Linked DNA regions of Sus scrofa: region 1 is linked to region 2. Evidence: chromatin contacts called from public Hi-C data. All regions are on one chromosome and are shown on one strand. Each heading gives the region's core, a stretch centred on a gene start, on an enhancer-like site or on the middle of the called end of the contact. The rest is flanking DNA. Distances are from core to core; before and after follow the strand shown. Region 1 holds the start of EMP2 (epithelial membrane protein 2). Region 2 holds the start of DEXI (dexamethasone-induced protein).

The links. Hi-C and Micro-C count contacts between places; a contact is called where the count stands out from the background.
Region 1: a Hi-C map of skeletal muscle shows a contact between it and region 2, with 3 times the contacts expected there. The contact joins the promoter of EMP2 here to the promoter of DEXI in region 2. A contact is called at or near these places in 1 of 5 promoter capture datasets (liver), 4 of 47 Hi-C or Micro-C datasets (embryonic fibroblasts, heart right ventricle, psoas muscle and 1 more) and 1 of 2 datasets of contacts at active chromatin or transcription factors (skeletal muscle).

The regions. Positions count from the first base shown.
Region 1 is chr3:32,448,673-32,454,502 of Sscrofa11.1, forward strand. EMP2 (epithelial membrane protein 2) reads left to right here and starts at 1,830. Exons shown (of 5, transcript XM_021086642.1): 1 at 1,830-1,968.
Region 2 is chr3:32,157,246-32,163,008 of Sscrofa11.1, forward strand. It overlaps DEXI (dexamethasone-induced protein), which reads left to right and starts at 2,977. Exons shown (of 2, transcript XM_003124598.4): 1 at 2,977-3,930. The coding sequence starts at 3,497. The coding sequence ends at 3,784. It overlaps CLEC16A (protein CLEC16A), which reads right to left and starts at 1,098. Exons shown (of 25, transcript XM_021086617.1): 1 at 815-1,098. The coding sequence starts at 894.

The DNA of each region.
Region 1 (5,830 bases), core at 580-3,079, 290 kb after region 2:
CAGGTTCAAATCCAAGCTCCCACCCAAATAGGGACTTTGGGCAAGTTATTGAAGTAGCTTCTCTGAGCCTCAGTTTCTTCATGGGCTGCTGGGTCACACAGATGGCAGGGCTTGTAAAGTAACTGGCACAGAGTGAGGGCTCAGCAAAGGGAAGAAACCCACCTGCTGCAGGTGTCCATTCTGCCAGAGCCTTCTGGGCGTTCTCAGGTGGCCATGGGACAGGCAAGCATCCCCATCCCTGCTGGTGACTGGGCCCTGTATGGCCTCCTCTGTGGCAGCCAGACCCCACTGTCCTCCCCTTTTACGTGGGGCCTCAGCTCAAAATGAACACCTTTCTGCCCCCTCTCTTGCTTGGGAAATGAAAGTCTTGACTAGCCATAGAATATCAGAATTTAAAAAGATGTGGCAGATCAGACACTAGAGCAGCTGAGGGACCTCAAGACTTGGGTCTTGGGGTAGCCCTTTGCAAGGGGCCCCAGATCTCCCTCAGATCTCTAATTTAGACCCAAGGAGGCTCTCTCTTTGCAGAACTCTGCAACAAGATTGAAAAATGTCTGGAGCATTGCCGTCATAGCTCAGCAATAACGACCTTAACTAGTATCTATGAGGATGCCAGTTCAATCCCTGGCCTCACTCAGTGGGTTAAAGATCCGGTGTTGCTGTGAGCTGCAGAGTAGGTCGAAGACACAGCTGGGATATGGCGTTGCTGTGGCTGTGGTGTAGGACGGCTAGCCTGGGAATTTCCATGTGCTGCAGGTGCATCCCTAAAAAGACAAAAAAAAGACAAAAAAAAAAAAAAAAAGAGAGAGAGAGAGACTGGGCATCAGAAAATTTAAGCATGGCTTCTCAGCTAGACCAGCTACTGCACAATAAGTTAGCATTTCTTGAGAGGATTTCTGATTCTTTTGTTAGTGGCACAAGTCCATTGCCTTATATTTTGGGGTGGGTGCAAATAACATTAACATGTTAAATTAAAAGCTTTAAAATATACTGTAATATGCTGTGGTCCTGGTTTGGAATTTCTTCCCTTTTTCAATACAGTAAATTCTCCTCTTCCTGCACACCCCACCGCTGAGGCTCAGGCCCCTCTGGCTTTTTCCTGTAGCCTGCAAGAGCCTCCAGCCCAGAGGAACCCTCTCAGTTTCTAAATGGGGACACTGGGGGCTGGAGAGCAAGACTTGGGGTGGTTTGTCTTTTGATGTTATTTCCAGGGACAATAAATTCCAGGGTCGTGGTTTCAAAAGATACGGCTGGTGTTTTGTGTGCGGGTGTGCCTGGGCGGGGGGCATGGGCTGGGCAGACTCTGGTGGAGTCCTAATGGATCCCTGGTTGCCTGGCCACCTCCCACCAAGGCCAGGGACTCTATGTCAAATAGGAAAAATAACCACAGCTGAGGCTGATCGAGCACTTACTATGTACCAGGCACTGCGCGCCTATGACCCTTGCAGGAAATCAGTCCTATCGTGACTCCCATTTCCAGAGGGGAAACTGAGGTAGGAAAGATTAAGCAGAAGATCCCTAAGTAATGAAAAGTGCTAGGGAAGGGGTTCTAAAGTAAGGATTCCAGAACCCTGGTCCTTAACCCTTACCCTGAGAGAAGAGAACTGGGGAGAAGATGCGAAGGAGAAGGGGAAGCTGGAAACTTCCAGAGTGGGCGCAGCGCAGAGAGCCTTCCAGCTCGGAGGAAGCTCGAAGGAAGGCGGGCTGGGGCTGGGGTCGCTCCCCGGGCTCCGGCCTTTCTCTCCAGCGGCCCCCACCCGCCTCCCGTGGTTCCTCCCACTCCGCTTCCCCGCTCCTGACATCACACCCCGGGAGGCGGGATCGGGAAGGAGGGGGGACGTGGGGAGGAGGCTCGGCGCCACCGAGAGGGAGGAGGGAGGGCGCGCAGTCCCAGCCCAGAGCTTCAAAACAGCCCGGCGGCCTCGCCTCGCGCCCCAGCCGGTCGGTCCGTCCAGCCGCCAGCGCCCGGTGAGTCGGGGTCGCGCCCGGGAGCCGCGCGCAGGTCTGGGAGCTCGGGGCAGGGAGCGCCGGGGCAGCGGGGACGCGAGCGGCCCCTGCACCTACCGGACCCAGGGAGGTGCCTGCAATTGGTAGCGGGCAGGGAGGGGCCGAGGCCCATGGGGCCGAAAAGCCCCTGTCCCTCGGCCAGACTGCGAGGGCGCAGACGTCCCGCCTGCGTCGAGTTCGCTCGGGACCTGGAATTCCACCTCCCCACCCCCGGACTGCTTCCTTCGCCTCTTGCGCCGAGGCGGGCGGGAAAAGTTTGGGGAGGAGTCAGGGCGACTCCCCTCGGTCCCGCCAACTCCACTCCCAGGGCTCTCGGAGTCCAGGCCAGCCCCCCTCTCGTTGCGTGAAGGCCCCTGGCGTCTTGGCGCACGGCCCTCCGCCTCGCCCAGCGCGCGGGACAGGCTGCGCCCGGGCCGGGTCCGTGGGTCCCGTCTCGGCCCCCGCGGCGGCGGCGGCGGCGGCTCCGTGGCGCCCCCTAGCGGCGAGGAGCAACGGCTGTGGGTCTGGGGCGGTGGGGGAGCTGGTGGCACCGCTTGGGTGATCCCCTCTCCACTCTGGTTGGGCTTCGCGGGCTTTGAGAGCGCCATCCATGGGTCCAGAGAACGGGGAGGCTAGTGCTCGTGATAGAAGGACTCTATATTCTCCCCAAATCCAGGGTCCTGAATGCACCCCGGGGAGGGCCTAATTTGGGGCTGGTGTGGGAACTTCCTAGGTGGAGATTAGTTGGGGGCACCTGTGCCCGAGGGAGACCCCCGCAGCGCAAAGCTCTCCCTCTAAGCCACAGAGCTCATCTCTTCCTTCGGAACAAGAATGACAGTCCAGCTTCAGATTTGGGAAAGGGGGCAGTGTCCCTCCCAAGCTCCAAAGCTGTGATGTGGGGTGGAGCGACCTTGTACCCTTGCTGTGTCTAAAATGCAGTGACAAGCCTAAAGAGTGACAGGCAGAAAGTAATAAGGTAAGGGGCCCAGAGAGGGTCTTAAGAAGCCAGTGGCCCAAATACTGTATGATTTCCTGATAAGAGGCACCTGGAATAGGACCCCTCCCAGCGCTGGAAAGGAGGATTGTGGGGCAGAGAGATGGGGGGTTTTGCTTAATAGGTACAGAGTCTTTGTTGGGGAGGATGGAAATTTGGGGTGTAGGTAGTGGCATTGGTTACACGATATTGTAGATGTATTCAGATGCCACTGAATTCTACACTTACAAGTGGTGAAAATGATCAGAATTATGCTTTGTATATTTTACCATAATTAAACCACGAGAGTCTCCAGCCACCTCTATGCTTCAGGCCGAAGGGGTTGGATGTCCCAGAGGCCGCTCCCTGTCACTGGCCACCACTCCCTGGAATCTGGCCTCAGCATAAGGAAGTGGAAGGAAGGGACGGGAGCTGGGTTTCCCCAGGAGTTGGGAAGGGACAAGAAAGTGAACCGAGAGCTGCTGGAGCCTCTGCTGGGCGCTGCACCTGGCAGCCCCCCACAGCATTAGTCGTTCCATCCCCACTCCGGGCTGCAGGTGGGCAAAACCAGGCCAGTGAACCTAAGTCAGTGTCTCAGGGCCCTTGAGCCAGGAAGTTCCAAGAGCCAGATTTGAACTTCCATTTGCATCTCCCCAAGCCCTCCCCTTTTTTCCACCCAGAGGTGCCTCAGTGGGTGTTTGCGGAGTGGAGGGGGGATCCTTCTGGGGAAATCAGGGCCCAGATGCCCATGGGGGCTTTGGCAGATGCCAGGCTCACAGCAGAGGAAGGGACATGGGGGTGGCAGGAGAATGCAGACCTGTTTTCCCACCGAGGGTTATGGGATCCGCCGCTTCAGGCCTGGAGCCACGTCTGTCCGTCCCTCCAGTGGGGAGACTGAGATGCACCTGAATCTGGGGACTGGTGTTTGTGTTGGAAGCCACGGAGGTGGCCCTCGGGACTGGTGAGGGCAGGGCCAGCGGGAGGGGAGGCTCAGGGCTGGCACTGCTGGGCCCCACCCAGGGGGAGGGGCTGCGCCCTCTTCGGGCTTCCTGGCCCTCAGCTCTTGAGGAGCGACAGGGTCCCTTGCATCTAATAGTAAACATAGGGCACAACCGTTCTGTCCTGGCCTTCGTCCCCCTACACACACAAGTGGTTTCTCGGGCCCTTTGTTTCTGGAACATGAGTGTGTCCCCTAGATTTCTTCTCTGCCTCGTGCATCATGTCTTCAGGGCAAAAGCTAAAAACCACATGTCTGTGCGCACAGACGCAATTTTCCAGCAACAAGTGATTCACAGGGAGGCTCAACTGGCCAAATTGTCACCCCAGGCCCACACTGACTCCCCTGCCCTCTGCGACCTTCCTGGTGGATGCCCGGGGGCGGGGGGTGGGGGTGGTGGTGTCACCGCTGGGCCTGGCTCTTTGTCATAGTAAACTCTGCCGCCAGACATGACCGGGAAGGGAAGTCTGTCGAGACAAAAATACATGAATGCCTTTCCAGGCCAATGGGGTGGCAGTGGATTACTGGCCGCTTGGCGGGATTTGTTTAGAAGGCAGGAGTCCAGCACGGGGGCGGGCAGATAATCGTGTGTGTGTGTGTGTGTGTGTGTGTGTGTGTGTGTGTGTGTGTGTTGCAACAAGTGTCCACTACGCAGCTCTGCGGACATGTGGGTTCTCTGATACGGGGTTCAGGGGCTAAGGGGGCCCGGGGGGACTGGGCTCTCCATCCACAGAGGGGTGGCAGCCATCCCCTAAAGGTGGGGTGTGGTCCAGGGTGTGGGGCCTGGGGACCAGAGCCCTTCCAGAAGAGGCACTTAAAGGTCAGTGGCAGGACTTCAGTGCAGGAGGCCTCCGGGACGTCTTACTGGGCTTGGCGATTGGCAGCAGCAGCTGGAACCAGGAACGAGAGCAGCTGGCCCCTGAGATAGAGCTGGGGACCTGACTCTTGGATGTTGGCTTCATTCTTCCCAGGAAAGGATGGAAGGGGAGGTGGGGAGGGGGGAGAGGAGGCTCCCCTTCTCACCCCAGGAGCGATGGACTCGACTGCCTGCAGGAGTTACCCGAAGAATGCAGCTGTGGCAGGGCTGACCCCTGGCGGGAGTTGTCGGATGCATCTGGCTCTTGTTAGGGACAGGCTGAGAGGGAGTCTAAAAATATCCTGCCACCCAGCGAGGGTGCCGGCCTGGTAACCTGACACCCACAGTGGCGGTGGCTGTGGTGTTGGTGATGACGACGGCACTAGCTTTGCTCTGTGTGGAGTCACTGGAACTCTTCCAGGAAGCCAAGCCTTGGGCAGAGGCCTAGAGGAGTGAATGCTGTCTGCATTTAGGGCAGCCATGGGCTAAGATTGAAGAATTCCAGGGGCATAAAGGCCTTAGAAAGTCCCAGTTTGACAGCAAGGGATGCTCAGAGAGGCGGAGTGACTCACCCGAGGTCACTCAGCGAGTCGGAGGCAGTCCCTGAACTAGATCAGGGTCCAGGGACTCACTGAGGAGAAGTTCGCTGGCTGGGAGTGGTCGGTGGGTTCCCAGGTTGGGTCCCCAGGGTCAGGAGCCCTTGTGGCCTATACCATCCATCCGGGATGATGCGTTTCCACGCTCTCATGCCGATCTGAGAAAAGTGGGCAGGGAACTGTGCTCTTGTAGTGGGGCACTTCCCATTGGCATCGGGTCACTCCTGGCTCTGGGGGTGTCGTCCATCCTGGGGCGGGAAGGAGGGAGGTGGGGGCTGGAGGAGAACCTTCTTCCCCTCCCAAGACACTGCTGGTTTGTTCACATGGTCTTTCCAAGGACTTTAAGAGGAGTTGTTGGCCTGAATAATTGAATTCCCAGGGCTCTCACCTTCCTTGGGAAGCTGGGCTTCTCTTGCTCTAAA
Region 2 (5,763 bases), core at 1,727-4,226:
TGAATCCTTGCGCAATGTTCGTCACCCCCATTTGCACATGAGGAATCAGAGGCTCAGAGAGGTGAAGCAATTTGTCCAAGGTCACACAGCCATTAAATGGTGGAATCAGGATTTGAATGCAGATCTGACTGCAAAGCCACTCTGTACTTCTTTCTGCTTCCCAGGACCACCTCTGCCACCTGTCCTCACCCAAAGCTCTACTCTGACAGTCCCTCTTTAGACTCTCCTAAGAAACTAATTTAAAAAAAAAAATACTGTCCTTTATCAAGCACTTGGACAAGCTTCCAATTTTTTGTACATTCTCTTATTCTACCCACAAAAGAATGGTAGGAAGCAGGGGCTGTCACTATATCCATTTTACCACTGAGGAAACAGAAGCCTAAATTCACACACTTAAATTCGAACCCACATGTCTCTGACTCCAGGATCCAAACCTCCGACCCCCAAGCTGTCCAGCCTAAGAAGTACCACCCCGGGGAAGCTTGGTGCCCATTGTCCGACCCGGGCAAGAACGAAATCTGCATCCGTAAACTGAAATCTCATCCCCTTACTCTACTGATGCAAAAACCGAGACTCTGAGAAACCAAGCGACTTGCCCAAGGTCACACAGAGAGGAGCTACGGGGTCAGGGTTCAAACACAGGCGCCCTGAGCGCAGAGCCCTTAGCTCTTAACTACCACACAGCTTTTCTCGGGCGCCTCTCTCAGCCCTCCGCCTCCGCTCTCACACTTCCCAGCGCCCCCGGCCCAGGGCTATGCGCCCCCAACCCCACGTCCAGCCCCGCGGCCTCCCCCCTCTGCCCCAATACACTCACTTGAGGTGGTCCAAGGAGTGGATATTGCGGGAAGACTTGCCATGGCCCCCGCCCACCCAGCTCCGCGAGCGGCCAAACATGTCGGCGGCCCTGGCCCGTTGCTTGCTTCACGGTCTCATGCCCGAGCGGCTGAGCGGCTGGACGCCTGCTGCGGCGGCAGAAACGGAGGAGGTAACGAAGGGGGTGGCGGGGACACCACCAACCACCTTCCTATCCGGCCCACAGCCCCGCACTGACATTCAGCCGGAACCGGCCGTTCGACCGCCGCGCTTTACGGCCGCCGCCACGAGGAGAGCTGGGAAATGCAGTTCACCCTCGACGCCCCTGCTGCCAGGACTCTACGTACGAACTACAAGGCCCAGCGTGCATCACGCAACTGCGGGCCAGCGGCCTCGGAAAAGAGGCGGAGCGAGACGGGGGTAGTCCGCAGTATTGCTTGGATGGGCGGGAACGGGAAAGCTATGGGCGAAGCCCTAAGAAATGAGTCCGTGAAGATGCGTGAATAAAAGTTACCACAATATTAATAATTATTAGCTTTATGATAAGAATAAGAATACCTGTTGCTTGGCGTACTATGTGCCACTGCCCTAAGCGGCTTACATATATTGTCATTTAATTCTCTTAAAAACCCTCTGAGGTGAGTACTATTATCTCTGTTTTTAGCAGAAGGAAACTGAATCACAGAAGGGTTGACTTGTCCAAGGTCATAACAGTTATTAAGGGGCAGAACCAGGGTTCAAACCCAGGCACCCTGGTTTTTATCCCCCATGAACAAAACTGCACCAAATTGGTAACAGTCTGAATTATCCTCACAACTTTTCTTTTTCTACTAAAATTAAAAAATAAATATTGAAAGGCCTTCAAGCAACAATGTACCAAAATTGAACGTCCTGTACTTTCAGAGTTCTCTGGTCTTCACCCAAAATCCATACCATTTCCAAAACAACCACGTTTTTAAAAATAAGGAAATACCCAGCTTCCTACACCAGCCAAGATGTATCTACATTTCTCTTCTGGATTAGGAGGGAGAAATTTTGTGGAGGCAATTTTTTTCCTATGTATTCATTTCTACACCTCATAGTTATCAAAGGTCTACTGTGTCGCTTAGGACAGAATTGGACTAAGAAGCCAATGTTCTCCCCAATGCCTAGCACAAAGTTTGGCACATAATAGGTGTTCAACAAGTGTTGGCAGAGTGAATAAATGAATGACAGTTTGTTTCATTTTCACCAGTTGGAGGATTAATGGTTTGCTCTGCAGTTCACCTAAAGGAGCAAGAGACAGTCATGGAGAAAATAGGGCAGGTTCTGTCCTCCAAACACCCACAGGCCCAGAAGCTTCCAGAGTCCTTCTGTTTCTCAGTTTTCTCGTCTGTAGAAAGGGATGACATACTACACTTCCCCATCTGGCTGCAATTAAGCAATGCATGTAAAGCACCCAGCTCAGTGTGGCCTGCTTAACTGCTTTGGAGGGTGCTTTGGGCAAGATCAGTTGCTTGGTGGATGTACAGGTGTTGCCCCTGAGGAGGGGAATCAGAGGGAAATTACTTTTCTGTGTATTTCTTGGTTAAAACCACGTGCATTATTACTGCTTTAAAACAAGTTTCTCAAAGTAAAAACAAGAAGCAATTCTCCTGCTGCAGACCTGACCTGCCTTATTACGCAGATTCCCCCCACTCCCATCCCGCCCCGTACCGCGGGGCTGGACCTTCCAGCAGCCAGAATTTGGAGAGATGAAGGGGACTGGTCGATCTTCCCCACCGAGGACAATTTGCCACTTCAGGGAAATCCAAAATTTTCACTGGTAAGGTCCACCGCCCCGACCCTGCCTCTTTTTTCAACTGGTAAATTGACTCCCAAAAAGGCTTGGCGCCAATACTCAAATCCAGCAGGTGCTAATGAAACCAAGGTTTCCCTCAGTTTTGGTAGCCTTAGGATACGTCTAGGTTTGAAATGTGTTCTAACTCTTTCCCTTCCCCCTACTCCGTCGCGGATTCACTGAGAAAATTGTATTCCAGATCTGCTCTGAGTCCGGAACTAGGAAAGAAACTCAGCAGCCAGCACCTCGAGGGGCGGAGCGCGGAGGTACCCGCCCATCTGACGGCTCGGGCCAATCAGTGTTGGCTTTGAGGTTACCAATCAGCGCAGGCTGGGGCGGCGGGCCAATCAGCGCGGGGCTGCTCCGGAGGCGGTGCTCGGAATGCGACCAGGAGAGCGACGCGGCGGCCGCAGCTATGGGCGCTGGGCCTTCGGGGGCGCGGAGAGGGCTCGAGGAACGGCTGGGCGCGGCTGAAGAGACCGCCGCCGGGACTGGCCCTTGAGATGACCCGCGGCGAGGGTCCCCGCAGGCGCTGCGAGGGCCCGTGAGCGCGAGCGGGACACATCGGAGGAGCCGGGCAGCCGCCGGCTACTTCAGGGGGATCCGCCTGACCGCTGGGCAGATCTACAGGGCCGTGTGGGCACCTCTGGGGGTGGGGTGACCCGCCTGGCACGTTTCGGGGGCCCGGGTGCGTCTGCAGGGGCCAACGCACATCCCCCGGGGCACCGCCGGGGCCCAGCGCCGCCTCGGCCAGCCCCGGGGCGGCCCTGGATGGCTGAGCTGCCCGCTCGCCGGCTGGCCGGGCGCCGCAGCGGCTGAGCTCGCTGAGATCGCCGGGCTGCTGCCGCCCTCGCCGCCCCCTGCATGCCCGGCGCCCGGGTCGCGGCCCACCTGGACGCGCTGGGCCCCCTGGTCCCCTCCGTGCCGCCGCCGCTGCTACCCTCTATGTTCTACGTGGGCCTTTTTTTCGTCAATGTGCTGATCCTATACTACGCCTTTCTCATGGAGTACATCGTCCTTAACGTGGGCCTAGTCTTCCTGCCCGAGGACATGGACCAGGCGCTCGTGGACCTCGGCGTGCTCTCTGACCCCGGCTCGGGCCTCTACGATGCCGATTCGGAGCTCGACGTCTTCGATGGTTACTTGGAGTAGGCTTGGCTGCTGTCCCCCGCTCCCCCTACGACCCGCAACCCTCGACCTGGACCAGCGCCTAGATCATGCTGCCGCTGCTGGTTGAGGGCACCGTCAGGCCAGGGATGGGACCCCCAGGACGAGGCCCTCTCCGGCCTCCAAGGCCTGTAAGTGCCCTCTCTGCGCAGGATGAGGGCGGGTTGGGGCGCTGGCTAGGAAGAGGGAGGCATCCCAAGCCGGACACACAACCCTACCCCAGACTTTTGATTCCTCCATCCACTTCCCCTAGGTCTGTTTGGATGCCAGGAATGGCTGGACTCTTTTGAGACTCTTAGGGCAGGAAAGCTTCCCCTTAGCAAGGCTTACAGCTGGTGAAGAAGGGAAGGGAGGCAGGACCTAAGTGGCATCTTGGTTAGCCATAGTACCAAGTGCCAAAACTTGTGGGAAAAGCCTTTGCACCCAAATCCATTTAAGGCAGACCTGTCAACTCCTCCCCCCATCCTTAACCTGTCTTGATGGTGACCTTGGCTTTGGGGGAATTCCCACTAGTCCTGGAAGGATAAAGACTTGCAGTGTTAAAAGAGGTAGGAAGCCAGGCCCTGATCACCTTTGTCCTGTGGCCCCTTGGAGGACTGGCCGGGGACTGAGAGCAAGGGCTCCCGGCTGACACTGAGAGGAAAAACCTGCTTCAGCAAAGGACGTTGTACTTCCTTTGGTCTTGGCTTGGCTGCTGTTTTGGAGTCAGGTTTCAGGGTGCCCCGCTCATCAGTTCCGTTCTGCAGCTCAAATCTGCAGGGGCTGTCAGTTTCGCAAGCTGCTTTCACAGACCAGGCAAGCTGGGGGTTGGTGCTGGCGTGGCCTTGCCTGCAGTGTTTGCAAGGCCTCAAGGGGCTCTTTGGCCAGCAGGCAAAGGGACCATGGGATCATTGCCCTGAGGCGTTAAAGTCCTGCCTCTAGGCCGCCAGCTGGAAACTGTGTCCAGCCCCACCTTGTGTGCTAGTAGGAGGGAAATGAAGATCCAGGAAGGGGGAAGACTTGGCCAAAGTCCTAGCAAGGAGGAGGGGCAGCTGGACTAGATGAGAGAGGACTGGTGAGGGTTCACTGGGCACCCAGGAATTCCTTGACTGAGCCCCTCAGCTGGACGATGCTAGGCACTGAGTGGCTCCACTGAGTGGCAGTGGAGCAGGGATACTGAAGCGGTGGGCAGGGGCTTCTTACGGAAAATTGATGCTAGTGCCATTCACCCAAGCACGCTGTTTACCTCCTCCTCTGTTGCTTGTCTTAGCCAAGATGACCAGTCAAGATGATACAAGGTGGGCAGCAGTGCTGGGGGCAGGGTCTTCCCTGAGGGGCTGACAGTGAGATTTCTTTGAAGAAAACTTCATTTGAGCTTAGTGAGACCTTGGCTAGAGCCAAATACCAGGTGGAGTGTGTCAGCTGTTCTGCACACCAACCCAGTCCGCCTGCCTCCCTGCCTGCCTTCCATCCATCCATCCATCAATTTGTTTTTTTATTGAACAAATGTTTACTGAGTACCTAATGTGTGTGGTGGGTGAACAGTGAACAAGACAGACTCAGCCCTGGCCCTCCTGGCACTTGGTAAGAAAGGCAAGCGGGTTCCCAAACAAAACAGTCAGATTTTTTGAGCTATAAAACCATGTAAGAGAAGCATAGGGTCCCCTGTTGTGTTCACTGCTATTTCCTCAGCATGGGAATACATCACCTGGCATCCCAATAGGTGCTCAATAAATGCCTGGGTTAAGTGAAACAGAACACTAGAGATGGGCTGCTTCAGACAGGGGTGTTTCAGAGAAGGCCCCTCTGCGGAGATGATACTTTTGAGCTAAGCCCTAACTTGATGGAGCCACATGTGAAGATCTGGAGAAAAGCAGTCCAGGGAGAGGGACCCACTAGTGCCAAGAGTTGGTTCTTCCAGCAACCGAAAGGAGGCAAGTGAGACTGGAGGGCAGCCAGGGGATAGGGCAGTGGGCTGGGTGGGG